Linked DNA regions of Rattus norvegicus: region 2 is linked to region 1. A link is a contact called in public Hi-C data. All regions are on one chromosome and are shown on one strand. The core of a region is the stretch at or near the end of the contact, and the rest is flanking DNA. Distances in the headings are between cores, read along the strand shown.

What was found. Hi-C and Micro-C count contacts between places; a contact is called where the count stands out from the background.
Region 2: a contact with region 1 is called in a Hi-C map of the A7r5 cell line, with 2.7 times the contacts expected there. The contact joins the enhancer-like site here to the promoter of Igfbp1 in region 1. A contact is called at or near these places in 11 of 12 Hi-C or Micro-C datasets (the A7r5 cell line, the Rat2 cell line, Schwann cells and 7 more) and 1 of 1 datasets of contacts at active chromatin or transcription factors (oligodendrocytes).

What each region holds. Positions count from the first base shown.
Region 1 is chr14:86,258,713-86,265,743 of GRCr8, forward strand. Igfbp1 (insulin-like growth factor binding protein 1) reads left to right here and starts at 2,565. Exons shown (of 4, transcript NM_013144.2): 1 at 2,565-3,097; 2 at 4,399-4,583; 3 at 5,421-5,549; 4 at 6,978-7,031. The coding sequence starts at 2,725.
Region 2 is chr14:87,277,011-87,284,041 of GRCr8, forward strand. No RefSeq gene overlaps it. Among named protein-coding and RNA genes, the nearest start is that of Tns3, 340 kb to the right of the region's middle. Within about 2 kb of position 4,496, at least 5 of the 93 cell types and tissues checked have an H3K27ac peak or open chromatin away from gene starts, as enhancers often do. A contact at or near this core is called in the A7r5 cell line, where this site is marked.

The DNA.
Region 1 (7,031 bases), core at 1,315-3,814:
CTCTTTTAAAAATTGAATGTTTTTTTAAATAAAAAATGTTTAAAAATGGAAATCAGTTGATCAATTTCTTAACAAGGTACTGAATTTGGGTCACTTCGGTCAGGAAGACAATGATGGCATAGCTGGGCATGGTAGTGCAGGAAGCTGAGGCAGGAGGATTGCTATGTGTTTGAGTCTAGTCTAGACTGTCCAGTGAGACCCTGTTTCAAACAAACAAAAGTAATCGGAGACACACTTATGAGACCATGAGTATCTGGGAGTAGCTTTGTTACCTGACCTTACTCCAGCTGCTATAGCAGATGTTAGTTCAGCTGCCCTTTTATGGAATCTTTCCAAGTTGAGTAAAATCTGGCTTTGCCAAGTCCAGTCACTTTCATGAGGTCAGGGAGCTAAAGAAATGGGTATCGGGGTAATTGTTTATTTTTTTCAGGCCTGGAGAATCGAACCCAGGTCCTTGTGCATGTCAGGCAAGTCCTCTTTCCCATGCCTACATGTGCAGTCCAGGGTGATTATTCTTTATATAGTATAAGAACACGGTGCAGATCCAGAAGGCTACGAAAAGGACACAGGAAAAACCAATCAGTTCTCAGGCTCCCCTGGTAGTCGTCCTGTTGTGGTTTTGTGTTCTTCTCCAAGTTTTCGATACATTTAGAATCACAGCCCCTCCCTCGTGTAGCACACCTGGGACTCTCCCAATGTTTCTTAGTGCGGAGGTTTTAATTAATGGAAGAATGCCTTATTGTAAAGATTCTCTATTAGGAAAGACAGAACTGCTCTGTGTGACTCATTCTGAGCTGAACTTTGCAGGGACTGCCCCAGGACTTCCTTATCCACCATCTGACTGTGGACATTTAGGCCATGTCAGGGACAGCTTTAGAGTGAGCTCTGTCTGTCCCATCATCCGCAGTCACAGACTTCTGGCCTCTGGGCTGCAGAATCCCTTCAGTGAGGGCCACGGGCTGTGCAGTGGCAGTACCAGAAGCTGAGCCAGGACAAGTCCCCTGTCCCTCTCTGGAGACAAGAAAGGTGCTTCTGTCATCAGATGCTAATGGTCAGCCTGCACCTGTTGGCTTTTGCATTGTGATATAACTGAGTTCCTGAATTCTCTACCCCTATGGGACTCTTCCTCAGCCTTTACCTGATATAGCCTACCTCCCCACTCCCATTCCTCAACTCTCCTGGCGAGTGTCTGTTTCCTGTGGCCCACTGGCCCATGTCTCTGATCCTTGGTATTGTACTCCTTATCTGTTAGGGCTTTATTGTAACGCAAATTAAAAAAAGAAAAGTCAGTCAGTCACTATTTACATACCTGTTCTGTGCTGGGCATCTATACTGGTTTCCTTGAACGAGAAAACCAATGTTGGTAGGCGATACACTGTTGCCCATGCGTTTAAACTGCTTTAGTCAAGTCACCTGAGAAGCCATTTCCCAAGTCTCAACTACAACGTTCATCACTCCTGGGTCACAGGGATGTGAGTTTTTGTCCAGGGTGTTCTAGGGCAGTCTCTGTGAACTTGCCCTAAAAACCCCTACAACCTTTGCCTTCTCTAGAGCCAGGGGCTAAAGTTGAGATCTCCAAGGTCTGAAAATGCCATGTCTGAAGACACTGAAGGGCTGGACAGGCATGCACCACTGTGGTACAGTAGCTTTCAGGGTTCCACCCCACTCCAAACCAATACCTCAAAGGCCAGACAAGTGGCTCCAAGCTCTTGATGGAGGTTGGTCGCTCTGAGCTAGCACCCAGGTCAGGTAGGAGACAAAAATCTACACCTGGGGACATAGGAGTTATTCATAGACCGGGGGGGGGGGCATCCCTGATTAGTTTTCTCCGGGAGGTTTTGGGGAGATTCCTGAGTGAGTCCCACTTCTGATTGTCCTTAAACATTTCTGAAGTTTTCCTTGCAATATAAAAGAATGAAAAAACAATGCAGAGAAAGCTGTCAGACTTGATAGCCATCTCAGTTAAACTAGACTGTTAGACCGTCAGAGACAGCTTGGGTCCGGGGATAGAGGCTAGGCTCCTGGGGTCCTGGACTTCTCTCCTCTTTGGAGGTATAACTGTTTCTTTTGGAATGGGGTGAACAATGAATTTCTTCACTTGATGGCTAGAGGCTTCTTGGGGAGGAGAGGAAACAACTGTGGGTAGTATCACAAAGAACCCCACTTCTTCCCCTCCCTTTGGGGCCTGAAGCCTTCTTGGTCTAATCTGTTCTTGCTTTTCCTTAGTCCCTTAGGTATTCCTTGAGTTCGGTTGAAGAGCCTGGCGGGCTAGGCCTTTGATTTCTCCCTGAACAAAAACAAGTGCCCTCCCCCATCTGACCATCAGCTCGCCGTTAGAATTGGACTTTAGCTCCTGTCCCAATCCATCACAACAGGACAAACATAGTAGGAAACCTGATCCATTTACGCCCCTTCCACCCACGGTTTGTGCGGAGCTCACAAGCAAAACAAACTTATTTTGAACACGGGGATCCTAGCACGCTGCCCTGACAATCATTAACCCGTGCTGCCGAGCCAGCCCTTCATAAGGCCCTGGGTATGGCCAGCCAGCATGGTCCACTGCCCGCCGAGACACAAACCCAGCGAGCATTGAACACTGCACACGGCCATCTGCCCAGAGAGCTGTGACCACCACTTCCGCTACTATCTACTCAGAAAGTCGTGACTACTGAGCCACTGCTGCCTGCCCAGATTCTCATCCACCGCCTGCTGCGTCTGGTTGCGATGCCGGAGTTCCTAACTGTTGTTTCTTGGCCGTTCCTGATCCTCCTGTCCTTCCAGGTTCGCGTAGTCGCTGGAGCCCCCCAGCCATGGCACTGTGCTCCCTGCACTGCTGAGAGGCTGGAGCTCTGTCCACCCGTGCCTGCTTCGTGCCCCGAGATTTCTCGGCCTGCGGGCTGTGGCTGCTGCCCGACATGTGCCTTGCCACTGGGTGCTGCCTGTGGTGTGGCCACTGCGCGCTGCGCTCAGGGACTCAGCTGCCGTGCGCTGCCAGGGGAGCCTCGACCTCTGCATGCCCTCACCCGTGGCCAGGGAGCCTGTGTACTAGAACCTGCCGCACCCGCCACGAGCAGCTTGTCCGGTTCTCAGCATGAAGGTACTACAGCCCTCTCTGCCTCTTGATCTCTTGGCTAGGACACACGTGCTTTCTAGGCCCGCAGAGGCCTATCCGGAACCTATAGCAGATAGGACAAAGGCTCTCCATGCCCACTTTGAGCTTTCAGCTCAAATAAGGCCCTCAGTGAGGGCCATCGTTGTGCGGTCTTGGGGGAAAACATCCCAGAAGGGGTGGTCCAAGCTCCCAGTGCAGAGTGGAGAGTTGGGAAGAATGTTCACAGACTAGGTAGTACTGATCCTGCTTGGTCTTTCAGTGGGGAGGGAGCTATGGGGCTGCCAGGTGGGTGGGGTGCTGGCCCAAACACCTCTTTCTGTGGGTCCTGACCTTGGCAGTTCCAATGGCTAAAAGGTCCAGGAAGGTTTAGGATGGGAGCCCTCCTGCTGCCCCCAGGAGGTTTGCAATGTCCTTTGTAGCATATATCCTGCCACACAGTATGTGCTTCCCAGATGTTTACAGAACATAATGTGAAAATTTAGGCCCAAACCTTCACTTCCATTCATTGCTATAGACAAACAGTGTTTGAAGTGTATGTTGCCTGCTAGGAGTCTGACAATCAGGCGCTTTCCTGAATTTAAGCACTGGTTTGTTTGTAATAGGAAGCTTGGGAAATGCCTCTTCCTCTGCTCCAGCCCCTATCTCCCCTGTCTGGGCTGCATGCACTTCCTGTGTGGGTAAGGGACCTCATGGTTCCATATTCTGACGGGAAGCCGGACTGCAGGCATCTGATCCTTTTGACTAAATGGAAGAACTATCCCAACGGTCCTTAGAAACGGGCTTCCCCAGGAGCGATGTCTGATAATGTCCTCCTCTGTGAGGGGCTGCCTAAGAGGTGTCGGTGTTCAAGAAAGCAGGGCTCCCAGAAAAGAAGAGGATGGTGGTGTAGGTGGGGAAGGCTACACTCTACACCTTGCTTCTCAACTATCCCCGTTACTGGGGTCTTACGAGATTCTTTTTGTGGTGTGGAGAGGAGAGCTGAGTGGTCAAGTCTCACCACTAACGGGTTCAAGCCTTGGCCTCAGTCCTTGGCTTCTTCAGGGTTACATCCTGCCCAACTCTCTCTGCCATGGGGCTCCCTTGCCTAACCCCAAAACATACCATTTCCCCAGAAAGGAATTAGTATTGCTAATTGGTGATAATTGTTCCCAAATAGCCCACTGGTGAAAACAAAGCCTGATTTCACCTGACTGTTACAGATTGGTCTTAAGGGCAAGACGTGAGTGGACATAGGAGTGACACCTCAGGGGGCTCATGCGTCTGTGTCTGTGGGGCTTGCTTTTTAGAGGCAAAGGCTGCTGTGGCCTCTGAGGATGAGCTTGCCGAGAGCCCAGAGATGACAGAGGAACAGCTGCTGGATAGCTTCCACCTCATGGCCCCATCCCGTGAGGACCAGCCCATCCTGTGGAATGCCATTAGCACCTACAGCAGCATGCGGGCCCGGGAGATCACTGACCTCAAGAAATGGAAGGTGAGACCCTGCACTCAGACCTTCAGGTTTAGCTATCTACGTGAAGAGGTTTGTCTAGACGATTTCTTAAAGGGCACTGAGCATGGGGCTGAGAACGGGGATATAACTACCCCCATCCCTGATGTATTTCTGCCTCCTTAAAAATATGGCAAGTATCTTAGAGCATAAGGTAGGCCATTTTTAGTCTAGGTTTCTCTGTCACCGAGTACGCACGTTCAGTGATTGTTAGCCACCAACCAGCTCCACGGTTTTGCCAGCCTTTAGCTATGCACTTTAGCTATGCAGTAAACTTCTCTAGTTTACTGGCTGTTTTTCAACTTGACCACTTGGGGGAGACAGAGAACCAAAGGTGGAGAGAAAGTACGGCAGAGGCATTGAAGAAGTACACCTAAGGAAATGAAAGGATAAACATTGTTAGGGGCACTTTAGAATTTCATATGGAAATTGTCCAAATCAGTGCCTTGTTCCGTAATCAATTTGACATACACCAAATGCAAGGATGGCTGTTTGAAAAATCTAGGCATTTATGATGCTAAATTCCACACACAGAGACTGAGCCTGTCTTTTTTATTAGAGTTCAGGTGCTCAAGTTATTCAGAGATAGCCAGGGTCAGGAAGCATTTATACCATTGGCCAGGCTCTTACCACAATGTCGTTAAGGGGGTCTCCAGAAAATGCCACTGAGGGAGGATGAGAGTGGTGTCCCTGTCCTTTATCTACATAGCCCAAGCCAGAGACCAACCTGTCCTGCTCACAGATGGGGAAACATCTCAGCCGTTGTCTAAATTGATAATTTTTGTCTCTTGTACTCATGCTAATATAAAATTATCCTTTTAGGAGCCCTGCCAACGGGAACTCTATAAAGTGTTAGAGAGATTAGCTGCCGCTCAACAGAAAGCAGGAGATGAGATCTACAAATTTTATCTGCCAAACTGCAACAAGAATGGATTTTATCACAGCAAACAGGTAGGTGGCTTTGCTCATCCAGATCCTTATAAAACTTCATGATTTTTTTTTTTAAAGTCAAATGATTCACAGGCCCAATACACATCATGGGTAGCTTTCTTAGGTGAGATCCAGCCCTGCAGCAGTTGGGAGAAGCTAGTCCTGAGAAAGAGATAGTGTGATGGATGAGGAACACTTCAGCCAGAAGGGAGGACTAAGCATTAGTGTGATGAGTGAGGAGCACTTCAGTTAACAGGGAGGACTAAGCATTAGTGTGATGAGTGAGGAGCACTTCAGCCAGTAGGGAGGACTAAGCATTGGTGTGATGAGTGAGGAGCACTTCAGTCAATAGGGAGGACTAAGCATTAGTGTGATGAGTGAGGAGCACTTCAGTCAGTAGGGAGGACTAAGCATTAGTGTGATGAGTGAGGAGCACATCAGCCAGTAGGGAGGACTAAGCATTAGTGTGATGAGTGAGGAGCACTTCAGCCAGAAGGGAGGACTAAACATTAGTGTGATGAGTGAGGAGCACTTCAGCCAGTAGGGAGGACTAAGCATTAGTGTGATGAGTGAGGAGCACTTCAGCCAGTAGGGAGGACTAAGCATTAGTGTGATGAGTGAGGAGCACTTCAGTCAGTAGGGAGGACTAAGCATTAGTATGATGAGTGAGGAGCACTTCAGTTAATAGGGAGGACTAGGCATTGGTGTGATGAGTGAGGAGCACTTCAGTAAGTAGGGAGGACTAAGCATTAGTGTGATGAGTGAGGAGCACTTCAGTCAGTAGGGAGGACTAAGCGTTAGTGTGATGAGTGAGGAGCACTTCAGCCAGTAGGGAGGACTAAGCGTTAGTGTGATGAGTGAGGAGCACTTCAGCCAGTAGGGAGGACTACCTTCACTCAGATTAGCAGAGATGGATGTTCCATATACTGATGTCCAGGTTTCAGTTCCTCACAACTAGAGGAAAGGGACACAGTCAGTGTAGGAGACAGATGTCTCGCGTTCTCTCTTCCCACAAATAAAAACAAACTCTGTAGTAAGACACACCAATTGTGCTTTGCCTAGCAATAAATGAGATTGAAGAAGTCCAGGCTTAATTTCGACGCAACTTTAGAACTCAGGGAAGTGCAAGTTCTGGAATTTCATTGAGGAAAAACTTGAGGTCTAGGTCTAGCCGTGTGGTAGAGATGGTGAGACCTATCGTTGAGCTCCTTTGGCAGCAGGGCCATGGAGCAGGTAACCGTCAAAACAATATACCACTGAGTAAACAGATGAGATTGTTATCAGGTGTGCCATAAAGCCAACCTCTCCGTTTTGTGATGACAACCAGAAGGGCATTGGTCTGCCGAGCCTTAGCCAGCAGGTAGCTGTGCAGTGCTTGGCCTCACTGAGGGACAGGGTGGCCAGAGCTCTTACCTCCTGCTGCTCTTGACCTCGGTCCTGTCTTTGCAGTGCGAGACATCTCTGGATGGAGAAGCTGGGCTCTGCTGGTGTGTCTACCCATGG
Region 2 (7,031 bases), core at 3,246-5,745, 1.0 Mb after region 1:
TTTAAGGTCAAATTCTAGAAGAGTGATTTGTCATTTCAGAATATGATGATTTCTAAGATGGAAACTTCAATAACAGGGGATATGGTTATCATTTTCTTCCCTAATCTTCTAGAATTACGATGCCCTTAAAATGTGTTTCTTTCATTTATATAAGAGAGAGTCAAGTTACCTTCCTCTTTTGCGTTGATCAGAGTAGAGCCAAAAGATTGTATATAAAGAACACATCCTAAGACCTTCATGATTCCCAACTCCCTATCCTATTACTATATATGGATTCACCCTGTGTGGATATAGAGAAACCAGAGGATCTGGGTGATATGCTTATTGACTTATTCCTAAAGTCATATTGTTATGGTTTAGCAACAGAGTACCTTGGTAAATAAAAGCCAAAATATGCCACAACAGAGATCATACCACGCAACAGATCTCACACAAGAGATTTATTAGTAGGGGTGGGGGTAGTAATGGCAAAAGGCCTTCTTGGAATGGGAACATGAGCTAGGGAAACAGACAGACAGACCGACAGACAGAGACACCAGAAGACAGAGAGAAAGAACAAGACAACTATCTGTGATGATTCCCCTTTTAAAGGGCTGGTGACTTGCAATGGCATGGCTTAGCTGCTGACACTAGTTGCTGAAGGGAGGCTGGGGGAGCCCCTGATTTCTAACATGCCTTTTACTGTGACAAATCCAAATTTAGGAACTTGGCCAAAATATTAATGGCAATTGTGGGGAAAATGTATCTGTTACTACCTCTACACAACAGATGGACAACTTCAATTTTTTATTTGCTAAGAAGTCTCTCTTGTCCACTCTCTAACAGCTAACAAGGTACATTAAGCAGATCCTGGTTTTCATTCTTGAGTCCAGACTGAAAGGCAAAATAAAAAAGGAGGAGGAGGAGGAAGAAGAGGAGCTCCCAGGGACGATGCTTTCTTGGGAGCCCATTAAGAGATTCTAATGAACTTTGATTTGGACATTTAACACATATCCTGTTCTGGCTTTCCCTGCCTCTCTGTCTAGGACATGTCATGTACTGGCTCCTGCCTTCACTTCTTCCCCTTATCTATTTCCTGGCACCAGTCAAGGACTTAACTTTCCTCCCTACACCTGGTGGTTATTCAAACAAATCCCATGGTGCACTTTGTGGGGAATGACAAGAACAGGTTGTAGAAATTGACAGCTGAGGGGGAAAAAGACCCCAAAGAAAAATAACAAGTCTCTTTCTTGGCTAAAGTTATAAATGTCCTTGGACCTTTTGGCAGCTTCTTCCTTGCCAGAGGTTGGAGATGTCAGAAGTGTGTGGAGACTCCAATCGCTGGTCTGGTTTCTAAATGATTTTAGAGTTACTTCTTCTGAGAGGGAATGTGAGAGTAGCAATGAAGTCCATTAAGAAAAAAAATACTCCTTCTGGTCAGGAGATAAAAATCTCAGAATTAGTGAGACCTAATCTTCCCACTGGGCAGTGTCATTCTGGCCAAGAGAGCAAATCTAGAAAGTCAGATTAACCTTAAGTCATGCTTAAAAGATAGGTGGAATAATTAGTCCTTTAATGAGATACTGTACTTCTCTTTCCCTAATGCAACACACACACACACACACACACACACACACACACACAGAGAGAGAGAGAGAGAGAGAGAGAGAGAGAGAGAGAGAGCCTCTTACATAGCACAGAGCCAGGCTGTTTCTTCCCACATTTTTGAATTACTCAAAAAAAAAAAAAGTGTAACTTTCCTTTCTCTGCCCTAAGCATGCTTTCCCAAAAACTTTGGGCATCCCCAGTACTTTAGCTTTCCTTACTCTTCCTCTAAGACCTCCGACCTCACAATGTGGTTGCTTGTCAACTGTGTCTGACTTTGTGTTGGCTTAAATGGCATGAACTTTTGGTTTGCTCTCCTTCGTTCTCCTCTTCGGGAAGCTGCTGTGGTTTACAGCTTGTCTACCCTGGGTTGTTTTTTATTTAAATTTGAACAAAATTGTTCTGTAGATTTTTTTAAGGGAAATCCAGAAAGATGTTTGATATATGTAATGTTTTTTATATGTAGCACATATATATTTATATATTTTAAATATATATTTATATATAGTATATAAGAGTATAGTCGATAAGTGGCAAATACATATGGATCATCACAAATATGAGCATCATATCATTCTTGTCAATCTGCAGATATATCAATAAAAATTGGTTTTGTTCAATCAATGGCATATCTATATCATACCTCCAAGACTCAGGGAGATTTGTCAAAGAAGGAGGGAGGCATAGAAAGGAAGGGAGTGTTGTGCGATGCTGTCTCCCAAGCCTACATGGCCATTGCATTCTGGAGCTCTTGACAAATGCACAAGTCTGCGTTAGGTTGGCTCCTCAGCTATCATAGCCAAGAGAGGGATTCGGGATGCCTTGCTCCTCCCTGGGGATTCATAAACAGCTAGTGGCTGTTAGGAGGAGGGCTTTGGGACCTTTCTACTTACTCCCAGAGGATCTACAACAGCTAATGATCCTAGGAGAGGGAAAGACATTGTCTTGACTGGTGTAGTCGCAGGTATGTTGCCCACTCTCCCATAAATAATCCCTCTCCCATGCTCCTGTTCCTAACCCTTACCAAACTCATTGATTTACAAAAAAGAAAAGACATAAAAACAGCAAGATTAGCTAAAAAGCTAGTGGGGTCAATGACAATAGAAATGGGACAAGAAGCAAAGTTGTTACCCTTCTATGGGCAAGACCAAAGAGAGAGAAAGACAAGGCAAAGGGACTGGGGTCTCACTGCCCCTCAAAGGCACAAACCCAACCCCTTCCACTATGTCCCCTTTTAAAGTCACTGCCACCTCCAAACCATGCCAGGAAGGGAACTAAACCTTTAAAACATAGGCCTTTGAGAGATATTTAAGACCCAAATGAAAATGACAAACCCATGGAAATATAGAAATATAATTTTCAAATTACTAAAGCCTATGTCTGAGAAGGAATGCAATAGGCCTAATAGACAAATACAGTTTTTCAACTGCAGTATTGTTCATGTTTTGCATGTTTGTCTTCCCTTTTGGTGACAATGGCAACACGGCCTTCAAGAGAAAACTGCAAAGACCACAGGCTGGAGTCTTAGGTTGCCTTCTCCCACCCCTGAACCATGTATGCACACTTCCCAGGAGCTGACCTTCAGTGGCACCAAAGGGTAAAATGCAACCGAATATCTCCAGCTCCATCTGCCCAGTGGAATTCACACACCCCAGCAGAGAGGAGAAACACGGAGCCGTACTCTTGATGACAATGGGGACACAGTCTTCAAGAGAAATCTGCAGAGAAAAGCCCCAAATAAAACTGAAGAAAATCCAGGCGAACCAATGTACACAATTCAATACCGACTGTGGAAAATAAGGACACCCGGCTGCTCCAAATGCTCTTCCCTCGGCAGTAACCACACCCAAAGATACTGAAACAGGTGAGATACCAGACAACGAGTTCAAAGGACCAATTTAAAAAAAAAATGATCAGCGACTTCAGACTGGTTGCGTAGAAACAGCTGAGGAAATTAAGGTAGATGCTTAGGACAGAGTGTGTCAACAAAGAGATGGAAATTCTGAAACGGAGCCAAGCAGAAAGCTTAGCATTGAGAAGCTCAGTTAAACAAACAGCACTCAGGGGAGCTCAGCTGTAGGATCAAGTGGAAGGAAGGATATTAGAACCTGATATCACACTGTTAACGTTTACTTACTTGTTGGTTCATTTACTTAATGGGTGCGCTCCTGTGTACATGTGGAGCTCACGGAAAACTTGGAGGACTTAGTTCTTTTCTTCTACCATTTGGGTGCAATGGTTGCAACCCAGGTCGTCAAGCATCTCTATCTGCTGAGCCGTCTCACTGGCTCTACTTTCATTAAAAAATAAATCTATCATCTATCTATCATCCTTGTATCTTTCATTTGTCAATCTATATATCTATCATCCGTCTCTTGACAATAGGCACGTAGATATAAAAACTATATTCAAGCTTAATAGCAGAGTCATGAAAGCACAAATTAACAAAATAGCTTGACATCGGCTTTGCTGTCCCCGACCTCACCCTTTACATGTGGACACCTTTTCTCGAATGTGCATGGTATTTGCATATGAAAACCACAGCGTGACTATTAAAAGCAATGAACATACTCCAGATGCTACATAGCCCCACTCACATCCGATCAGCAATAAAATTCTTGGAACTCGACAATTTTGATCTGTCTCGTAACAGCTCATTGGAAACAAGGGGGGAAATGCAGCCATTAAAAGGGATGGAAAGAATTTTTCCCCCTCAGGAATTTAAAATCCTGACTCAGATTTTGTAGAACGGATAATTGGAATTAAAATTCAGAAGGTCAGAGTGTAAAAATAACAGCTCTCCGCCAAGAGCATGTCACCTGATGTCTTACTCAGTCCTGAGTGACCTAAGATTAGCTGAATAGACTCAGCCGCCTCACAACCCAGACCTGCTCTTGGCAAATGCGTTGGCACCCTAAATCCAAGGACACAGGCCCTATAGGGGCAGTAATATGATTCCCTGGCATGGTGCCTTATCCACATCCACCTAGCCCATCTGCATCTCCATGACAACCTGGGCTGTGATTCAGGCAAAAGAATGTAAGCCTGAGAGTCTTATAGACTAGATGTTGAAGCCAGCTGCACCAGCTTCCTGCTCTCTGATGTGTAGCCATTTGTTTCCACTCTCTCCTTATGAAGAATAAACTAACCGTAGGAAACACTGGACCAAGTGAGCTCATGGTAAAGCTTCAGTAAACATCATTTATTTATTCTTAGGCTTCTGTTTTCTTGGAAAGCAAAAATATTTACTGTAGGGCATGTGGATTTATCATTCAAAAAATATAAATAAACCTTTTTGAAAAAATTGAAAGCTCACAGTTACAGAAATTAAAAGGTAGAAATAATCCAGGTATATATTATCCGATTGACAGCTACAAAACTTGCCAGAGCCTTGCAATGAAATATAATTCTACCATAAAAATAAACACGGGAACTGGAGAGATGGCTCAGTGGTTAAGAGCACTGACTGCTCTTCCAGAGGTTCTGAGTTCAATTCCCAGAAACCACATGGTAGCTCACAGCCATCTGTAATGGGGTCCGATGCCCTCTTCTGGTCTGCCTGACAGCTACAGTGTACTCATATATAATAAATAAACATTTACATGTTAACACATGGATGAGACTCAAAAGTATTATATCAAGTGAAAGGACTTGGACGCCAAGAGTAATTATTGAGTAACACAGTTACAGGAGAAGCTAACTTTTGAGAACTATAAAGCAGATTGGCCATTGTGGGTTTCTAGAGATAGACATGGTAGGTAGCAGATGTTTAATATAAAAACATGGGTTTGCTCTTGCAGGTAAGGAAACCTAAGGGAATCAGGTGGTGGTATCAGGAATGTAATGAATGCCGCAGTAAAAGTACTAAAATAAACAGAAGTAGACAATTTCACTTCGGTTTTGTAAGTTTAAAGTTTCAAACTCTTCACACCAAAATATCACTCAAAAAAAAAAGCGAGCATGGAAAAAGTCTGGAGTAAATGTATATGTATGTAGCATGATGTAAACATGATTTCTATTTCAAAGTCTTGCTAAAACTTTCGTGCAGACAGTTCAAATGTAGAACATAAGACGATCAAAAATTGCATCTAAGAATTGGTAAAATGATTAATCACCTTGAAATCATAATCAAAACACAGAAAGTTAATATAACTAATAGTCCAAGTAGCTAAAATAAGCATCAACCCCATGAACTTCTAGCCAGTGAGCTCAGGGATCTGCTTGGAAGTAATTTTTTTAAAAGATATAACAATAATATTATGTTCCAACAACCAATACAGCACAATGAAAAACAAACTAATAAGAATGCTCCTAGAAACCTGCTTTAAAATGTCTCATTTAATTTTTAAGTGGGTGTGCATGTGTGTGTACATGCATGCATGCATGTGTGTGTGGGGTCTGTGTGTGTATGTGTATGTGTGTGTGTGTGTGTGTGTGTATGTGTGTAAGAAAGAGAGAGAGAGAGAGAGAGAGAGAGAGAGAGAGAACAGAAGCAAAAGCAGTAAGTGGTCTTTACTGAGCCATCTCTTCAGCCCTGATCATGATTCTGTATTTATAATGCTCTAGATGGAAAGAGTCCTGATACATTTTGAAAGAAAATACATATTGAAAAGCTCTGTAAACATCTTTTTATTATCATTGTGTACATGGCCAAGGAAGGCTCTGGGTCCAGATTGAGTCGTTTCTCTCTGGTCCAAAGTTCTGATTCACTTTTCTGATGGCTGGCCTTTCATTACACCCTATTTGTAAAGATATCCCGCAATGACTTACTCCATCTCGGCAGTGAAAATAACACGTCACTGAAATTTGAAAACACCGTCACTTTCTCCATGTATGCTTACATCCGATGGCCTGTGCTCTTTGTTCTCACAAAAATGTGGCATTTTAACGTCCTAATTGTCATAGCTAACTCAAAGCAGATCCCAGGAGAAGGATCCTCTCTCTGGGCTCCTCAGCACTCCAGCACACTCACGTGTACACACACACATGCACCCACATACACGCACACACATGCACATACATGCACACATATGTACATGCACATGCAAACACACTTAGCAAAGATGAAAGAATACCCTTGTGTTGGGTTAATGCGAGCACACTTCGTTCCTGACATTTCCTCATGTTCCGTGACACTGTTCCTGCGAGACTGAGCAAATGTTTATGACACCCAGACAGAGAGCCAACCACAGACCACCAAAGTCCAACTTGGTGAAGCAGTGAGTTTTATCAGGGTTACTTGCAGGATTATGGGTGAGATAACCCTTCACAGGAGCAAAAAAATGATTCAATGACAGCTGTGTAACCAAGGCCCACTAATCCTAGCTCAATGGAAAGCTCCTGGAAGCTGGCAACCTGGAGTCATTGCATGTGGCTCAGCAGGACAGTGTGTCTTTTAACACGCAGGTCAGTTAGTGTGAGCCTCTCTCTGCTAGGCAGCTAAGCTG